Linked DNA regions of Arachis hypogaea: region 2 is linked to region 1. The links are chromatin contacts, called in public Hi-C maps. All regions are on one chromosome and are shown on one strand. The core of a region is the stretch at or near the end of the contact, and the rest is flanking DNA. Distances in the headings are between cores, read along the strand shown. Region 1 overlaps LOC112758889 (cation/H(+) antiporter 20). Region 2 holds the start of LOC112758894 (cation/H(+) antiporter 20).

The links. A called contact is a pair of places that touch in the nucleus more often than the background predicts.
Region 2: a Hi-C map of an unstated tissue shows a contact between it and region 1, with 4 times the contacts expected there. The contact joins the promoter of LOC112758894 here to the enhancer-like site in region 1. A contact is called at or near these places in 3 of 8 Hi-C or Micro-C datasets (leaf and an unstated tissue).

The regions. Positions count from the first base shown.
Region 1 is chr16:31,474,006-31,478,496 of arahy.Tifrunner.gnm2.J5K5, reverse strand. LOC112758889 (cation/H(+) antiporter 20) reads right to left here. Exons shown (of 4, transcript XM_025807674.3): 3 at 934-1,884; 4 at 1-579. The coding sequence ends at 169. Among protein-coding and RNA genes, the nearest start is that of LOC112758889, 7.4 kb to the right of the region's middle. Within about 2 kb of position 1,291, at least 3 of the 3 cell types and tissues checked have open chromatin away from gene starts, as enhancers often do.
Region 2 is chr16:31,832,952-31,836,942 of arahy.Tifrunner.gnm2.J5K5, reverse strand. It overlaps LOC112758894 (cation/H(+) antiporter 20), which reads right to left and starts at 2,144. Exons shown (of 5, transcript XM_025807681.3): 1 at 1,882-2,144; 2 at 882-1,392; 3 at 1-138. The coding sequence starts at 2,070.

The DNA of each region.
Region 1 (4,491 bases), core at 42-2,541:
AGTGGCTATAATATGTATAACACCTGTCCCAACTAATTACTTCACATATTCGAACAGCTTGCTTTAATTTTCTCTTAGGACATCATACTGTACATTATTAGACAGGCGTTACTAATAAGTAATTTTGCTTTCTATTTTCATCAACCAAAGTGAGCTTAAAGAAAACCATCACACTATATCATTGTTGTCAACTGATGAAATTTCTTTAGCACTAGATGATGAATCATTATCCCCTCTGGCATTGTCATAGCCACCATGTAACACCCTCAATGCCGGTGCCTCATCAGTCAAAGCTACATCATGTTGTTGAATTACCAACACTGACGTCACCACGCCGTGCCCTGCAGATGCAAGAACATCCCCTATGGGACCCAACTCTGCGTGTTCTGCCGGCCTCTCCGCCAAATTTGCTACCATACTCGACGGAAACCTACCCTTCCCAACTACTATAAGATCATAATCTCCGCTTCTACCTATGCCTAGTGCCTCCTCCACAACATTCTCACTGGCCTTCTCAACATACCCAACTATCTCTCCCCATCTCCCTCGAAACTCTCCCATTGCCTTCTCATCCAACTCCTACAAGAACCATTAAATTCAACTATTTATTAGTACATGCAATGTTATTGATAAAAATAAAATAAAAATATGGATTTACATACTAGATAAATAAAAAAATTAGTTATCCAATCAACTATTAACATAAAATACAAAACACATATTGAATTAAACAATACATGTATTTATTCACAAAATACATAATGACTGATTTAATAACTGATTTTTTACATATAAATACTATTTTTGATAATCAAAATAGTGTTAAAAGATTACATTAAATTTTCGATAACTTATTAACAAAAAGTTATAATATTGAAATATCTGAATAAATTGGCACAAATATATTCGCATGTTAATATAGTAATTATTTACCTTCTCTATTTGACGGTTCATTTTAGCTGTTGAGAAGCTATAACTTTGGTCGCAATTGGCATTTGGCGAGGGGTGTAACACAATATTTTTACCATTCAATTCATCTTCCTCAACAAACCTGATAATAGTGACCCTAACTACAGGGTGCTCAGCCATTCTCCCACCCAACTCCAAGGCCTCTCGATCATCCGGCCCACCAAAGAACAAGATGCAAACCCGTTGGCCCATCGTGCTATCTGGGCCTGGAGTTTGCGACCCACTTCCAAAACCCCGGTCCACTAGCACGCCCACAGAACACGGCGCGTGCTTGAGAACCTTCTGGTTCACCCCTCTCCATCCATGGCCCAGGTTTTCCAACACCTCGTGGGCCCCACCATTATCCTCGTCATCAGCTTCCATGCTCCAGTGCTTGTGGAACGGCAGGATGATCATGGTCACTCTCTTTTCCTCCGCCACGTGGCATATGTCCTCGTGCATTGTAGGCAAAGAAGAGATTGCAGTAGTGGGCCGGACCGACACCCGGCCCAATTGGCCGTAGGCCTGAAAGGCTCCAGCTAAACGGTCGCGCCACTCACCATTGCGCGACCGCTTAAAAAACGGAAAACCATTCTTTCTAACCCGTTGGACCAAGATGATGGAGGAGGATCGCTCCGTAAGCTCGACAAGGTGCATGATGAAGAGCTTGACGAAGGAATTTTTGGTGCTGCGAGTTGACTCAATGAGGCTTATGATGGAAGGGACGTTGCCGGGGCCATGGACGCAAGCTAGGATTCGGAGCTCATCTTTCTTCTCGTTGCTGGCGGAGTTGGAGGTTAAGTCGCCGAGTTTGCGGTGGGTCTTCATGGCGATGCCACGTGCTGGTTTGTAGATGGCCATCACCATTGGGGTTGTTATGAAGGTTGTGAACAATGCCATCAGCACCAAGATTGCAAATATCTCGTCGTTTAGAACCTGTGAATATGTACAACAATATATATCATGATGAATTGATGTAAAGTGATCAACATGGAATCAACACAATTATTCATAAATATTTGCCCAAATTGTTTAGGAAAATATACAGGACGCTATTTGATTAGTATTGTCTAGTATATCATTAAATTAAATCTCCATTCTCTAAAATTTTTCACCTCACCAAAAAAAGAAAAAAGAAGAAAAGAAGAATACGACCACTGCAATACTTACTATAATTTAACAATATTGACAAGATATATTGCCACCTTTAAAATTATTATTTGTATATCAAAATTAGTTATTATATATTTATGTATAAATATATATAATTTAATTTATTTTTAATATTAGTAATTAATTTTGCTGTACACTTAATACGATTATATGAGTTTTACATGAATTTATAATTTATTTAACTTTTCGATAACATTAGTATTGTTAGGCACATATTATATTCCCTGATCATTTTGCCTTTCAGTAGGGAAATTGTTTCTTGGATATAAAAATTTTGTCATAGCCGTAAACACATCCCTCACTTGCGCTTGATCTTGTAATAGTAGGTAAAAAGAAAAGGAAGTGTTAGGTAAACAACGACCATCTTAAATAATATGAACAACTATCAATTAAATAAAAACACATTATACCTCTAAATTAATTATATAAATCTTAATATTAAAATAACTATCTATACATTTAATAAAATGAACATCCAATATATCTATTGTTCACATTATTTAATATTTTCATTATTTACCTATACTTAAAAAAAAGGTTTTCTTTCACATTGTATACTAGAATCTTCATCAAACTAAGAAGTTTCCTTTAATACAAATTAAGCATACTTTTTTCTTATTGCATGACCTTCAAGAATCACATATATTCAAATCTTCTTATAAAAAAAATTGATTAAATTTAGATAGAAATCTTATTAAAAAAATTCATTAGCTAGCAAATATTTTTTCCGATATTCATATTTAGAATCTAATTAAAATATTAAAATATCTACCATTTAACTAATTTTACATTTTAGAAACAAAACATATTTTTAAAAATTCATCTCCGCAAAAGTTAACATCTCTTTAGTCTCTTACCAAACACAACACCAACATTTTATCTAAGAATAATCATTAAAAGTATTAATTTATTCTCCTAATTATTTTTTAAATATTTAAATAAATAAAAATTTAATATATTATTTTTTAAATAACATAAAAAAAAAAATAAAACTTTCAAAACTTTTTTGAATCACTTAGTCACGGGAACCATGATTACTGAGAAATCTAGATGTTGCTGAGTAGCGGCTAACTAATGATTGAGGTAAGCCCAGACGCAGTGTCAAATGAAATATCGATCAACATCTGAAAAATCTAATTGATGAATAATGCTTTGGGTGATTATTAGGTAGCGTTTGTTTTGAGGTACTGAGACAGAGACTGAGAGACTGAGATTCAGTATCGTGTTTGTTAGTTCAGAGACTGGTACTAAAATTTCTGTCTCTGTCTCTAAAATTTCAGTATTTCAGTACCTCCAAAAAGTAGGGACACAGGGGACTGAAATTTTTAGAGATTGAGACTGAAACTTTAATAACATTTTATACCTAAAATACTTTAATTTCAATTAATTAATTTCAATTTTACTCTTTGTGCAAATTAAATTAGAGTTTCATTCCTGTTTCAATTCCTGTCTCCCATTTTACACCAAACAAAATACTGAGATTTATTTCAATCTCTGTCTCTTAGTCTCTGTCTCTCAGTCTCAATCTTTCCGTCTCTGTCTCTCCACCAAACGCTACCTTAGTGTCGTCAATGTAATCGTGAACATGGAAATAATCCTATAATCAATTATAAATTCCCTGCACGAGTAGTAAAGTTTTAGTTTAATAATTACACGCAACAAAGTGGAGTTTACTAAAACGAAAACGAGATTGAAGTGGTCGAAATGGCTACACGTGTGTCCTAGCTAGGCCTAGATTTACTATGCGAGTACTTATTCTACTTTCTAAATCTAGATTATTGAAGTTGCTAAGATTTATTATATGGTTCATCGGAGGAAATTAACAATAATAATGAGATACAGATAAGAGAATCCATGAACCTATGTTTTACTCAGGTATTTTAGGTATTATGATATAAGCCTAGAGTTGTTGTTATTGCTGTGTTATTTGGGAAAGGCTACTATTTATTATAGCTATATTTCCAAATAATGTAAAACTTAGCTTCTAAAATAAATATCCTGTAGAGGCACAAGATAGATAGATGGGAAACGAATTTTAATATGGTTTGGTTGATAGGTGAAATTCCAAAAAATGAAAATAATGGATGACTTACGAGCATATGAAAAGAAAAAAAAAACAAAAAGAAATTGTTGGAGACATTTTCTAAATTAATAATTCTAAATTGCAATTTTTATTTTTCAAAAATACAATTTGTCGAGGACAATTCTTTTATTTTCATTTTTTTAAAGAGGAGAATTTTTTATAAATACAATTTTTTAAAAATATCATCATTAGAGCAAATTAGAAAGATAGAATTCATCCTCAGCAAACTCTTAATTAGGTCAACCATATTTATATAAATATTCCATTGGCTCCTCGTACTTTCCCAT
Region 2 (3,991 bases), core at 895-3,394, 360 kb before region 1:
AGCCTGCTATCATAACCCCCGCGAGGGTTAAACATATGCTCGCTTCGTCAAAGACTTGGCGTTGACGTGACCACTGGCGTGCTACCCAGTTCATAAAGGGTCTAACAAGGACCAATACGAATGCAACAAACGCCACCCCTGAAACCAACATATATTTGTTTTGAATTTCAGATATTTTGATTAATACAGCTGCCTGGTTGATAAAATTTTAATAGTAAAATAAAATAAAAATAGTATGTAATAAAATATCTCACATAAATTTACATAATATAAAGTAAACACTAATAATATAAAAAAAAAATTTAAAAACTCAGCATTTGTATTAAAATTTGGTTAACACTTAACTAGTAAAAAAAAAGAGTAATCCTAAATCATTAAATATAATTTCACACTATTAAAATATTAATAATGGATAATTGATGGTTACAAATTACAAAATTTGCTGGTCTGTTAACACTTCTCTATAAAAAAATTTAAAAATGCTATTTGTACACTAAAATTAGCTATTAAAATCAGCCATCAATATATTTGTGTATAAATACATATGTGGTTTAATTATTTTTAATATATATTTTAACATATATTTTATACTAGTAACTGATTAGCATATAGTTGAAAAAAATTATACCGTCCTTAAATTAATGTATGCGCTTGTAAAATAATGAATTTAAAAATGATTTTTTTATAATAACTAGTAATATATGATTTATTTGTGTAAAAGTATTTTAAATTTATTATGCATGAAAATTAAATTCTAAAATATATACTTATCCACAACTTAATTTGAGTCCGAAGCATTATCAAAAAAGAAATGAGTAATTAGAAAATCTTAATAATGAAAGTAATAATAATTTATATAATAAAAATATAAGTTGGATCACCTGAAATGAGAACCCAAATAGATGTGAGGGGTGAGCTTTTGTGTTGTCCATCGGCCAAGGCGATTGCCAAGGCCAAGAGAACCCAGGCCGCAACATCATTGAAGGCGGCGGCGGCCATGGCAGTTTCTCCTACTTGTGTGGTGAGGAGCTTGAGCTCTGCTAAGATGCGGGCGAGCACAGGAAAAGCGGTAATGGAGAGGGATACTCCCATGAACATGAGGAGCTGGAGGTAGTTATGGCCGGTTCCGAAGTGGATGGCTTTCTGGAGGAGGAAGGTTACTCCCATGGCGAAGAGGAACGGCAGGGATATTCCGGCAACGGCAATGCTAAAAGCTCTCTTGCCGCTGCGGCGAATGGTTCGAATATCAAGCTCAATGCCTACAAGAAAGAGGAAGAAAAGGAGGCCAATGCTGGCCACTGATTCCAGTATGGGAGTGCTCCATGAAGGGAACACCAACTTCGTAAATTGTTTGTTACGTCCAATTCCAGATGGTCCAAGCAAAATTCCACCCTGACATTTAATTTACGTCTTCATTCATTAGTATTTTGTGCAATTTAAGTCATTTAATCAAAATTTTTTTTAACCATATTAAGCGTACATCTAACATATTTTATACAAATATATAATAATTAATTTTAATATACATATAATATTTTTGTTTTTTTCTATAATTATTCTAACCTCGTTGTACATATATAATTGGGTGTTTCTATATACAAATCTAAAATATCTGCACACAAAAATTAAATTAGTTACTAAATTAATAAATATATATATATTTACGTATAAATATATGTATTGTTTAGTTATTTTTAATGTATAATTTTATATCCTGCAGCATGATTGTAAAAAGAAAGATGTTATACTTAAGATTTATTAAAAAAAATGTAAAGCTCGACAGTATTTTCATTTATCCTATTGAAGTCTTTAAGTGGCATGCACTTGAACTGTATGCGTACATGTGTAAGTGTAAGTCATCAAATAAATAAGTAAACTTACGAGAATCTCTGCAACAACTTTGGGTTGACGAAGAGGTTTGAGAAGGAAGGTCAAGCTACGGCTAACGGAAAGGACTAAGATGGTTTGAATGATCAACAACGGAATAGCGTAGTTGAGAGGGTTATCACCCTGCCACGCTCCATCGGAAGCGGTTTTGATGGTAGTGATGTTAGCCATCTTAAGTTTCATTTGTTCAAGTCTATGGGATGGGAACGGCTTTTTATAGTGGAGGGGCTTCAGTTTAGGCTTTAGAGGCTGACGACACTCCAAGAAATTTATATATACCAATACATATATTTAAGAGATAAAAAAACAAATAGTTCCTCGCACTTTTTAATTTAGATGTGGTTGAGGGAATGGTGTAGTACGTAGTTATGGAGTGTATAGGTGCTTTACGTAATTGTGGTATTAGGAACAAAAATTGGACCGTCTGATTTTTTGGAACACAAATCTCAGACCCTCGGATTTCTGTTTTAAAACTTAAAAAAATTTAGGATACACAAGTCGGACCCTCCGATTTGTGTACTAATTTTTTTTACAAAGAAATCGGATGGTCCGCTTTCTTCATCCTTATTTCAGAAAAAAACTGTCCCACATACATGCCTAGCACCCACATTTTCCACAACAAAATACAACACACATATGCTTCTGGTTACGGATCCGGCCCATGAATCCTACGCCCGGAATGGTTCCCGAACTCGGTTACTCGGGTCCGACCCGCTTCGCCCTTCTAAAAGGCCTAGAATTGGCCTACTAGAGCTCCTAACCAACTTTTGAATTCAAACGTCTCCCTTATCTTAGCCAAACAAGATAAGATAAGATAGCTACCATCACCTATAAATAGAGGACCCAGGTCCCTCCAGGTATTCATTCATTCCTCACACCTTTTACCTCTTAGATCCATTCTGACTTGAGCGTCGGAGTGTCTTTGCAGGTACCACCCCCATTGCTCCAGTCAAATAATCTGGCATCCGCCTCAACCTGCAAGTTCTCGATCCATCTCTCAACCCGTACTGGAGGCATCCAGTACATTGGCACCGTCTGTGGGGACTTTGCAACGTTGTGGTAGCATGGCGGATAACCCAGAAGAGCAATCCTCAAACTCACTCACTTGATTTCTTGCTTGTAACTGAGAGCAAAAAGGAATAATGTTTCCTTAACTTGCATCACCTTTGCAGTGATAACACACCTTCGCCCTACTCCAACGGCGAAATCCCAAAGGAACAATGTTTCTTCGACTTGCAATCACCTTCTTAGTGATAACACTCTTTATACACCTTTACCCTACTCCAACATGAAATTCCAAATCCTCCGAGCCCAAAGTCTCGCCTCCCTTTAGTGGGACACCTCCACTTCTTGGACACTCTCATTCACCACTCTCTCATCTGTCTCTCCAAGCGCCATGGCCCTATCTTCTCCCTCTACTTCGGCTCTATGCTCACCGTGGTTGCTTCTTCTTTTGAACTCTTCAAGCTCTTCCTCCAAACCCACGAGGTCACCTCCTTCAACACCAGGTTCCAAACCTGTGCCATCTGCCACCTCACCTTTGACAACTCTGTCGCCATAATCCCTCTTCGGAGCTTACTAAAAATTCATAAGGAAGTTCATCATGAACGACCTCCTTAACGCCACCACCGTGGCCAAGCTCAGACCTCTCAAGAGCCAAGAGATCAAGAAAGTTCTCAAAGTTCTTGCATAGATGCGGGGGATTGCCAAATCGTGGCGGCATGAGGGAGAACCTTGAGGAGCAATCCTCCAGCCAACACCCCAACTCAAACCCACGAAGCCCAACTCCCGAACTCCAAGATAACACTCCTCCCACCCACGGGAGGATAACAAGCGCGGCACATTGCCAACCAACCCCAACCTAACAATAACCAAGAGAAGACAACCGTCCTCCCACTGAAGGCTAGCCACTCGACGGCCTGGGAGAGAAGGCGATACAGATAATCCAAGAGCTGTGCCTCAGGGTGCAAAACCTCAAAGGCCGAGTTACACCCAAAGAATGGTACCACCCGGAGCACGCAAGCCAAGCAACCTCCAGGACCTGATCTCACCGCAATACCAGGAACACCAGGCCGCCTGAGCAACGACACAGCAAACGGCATGA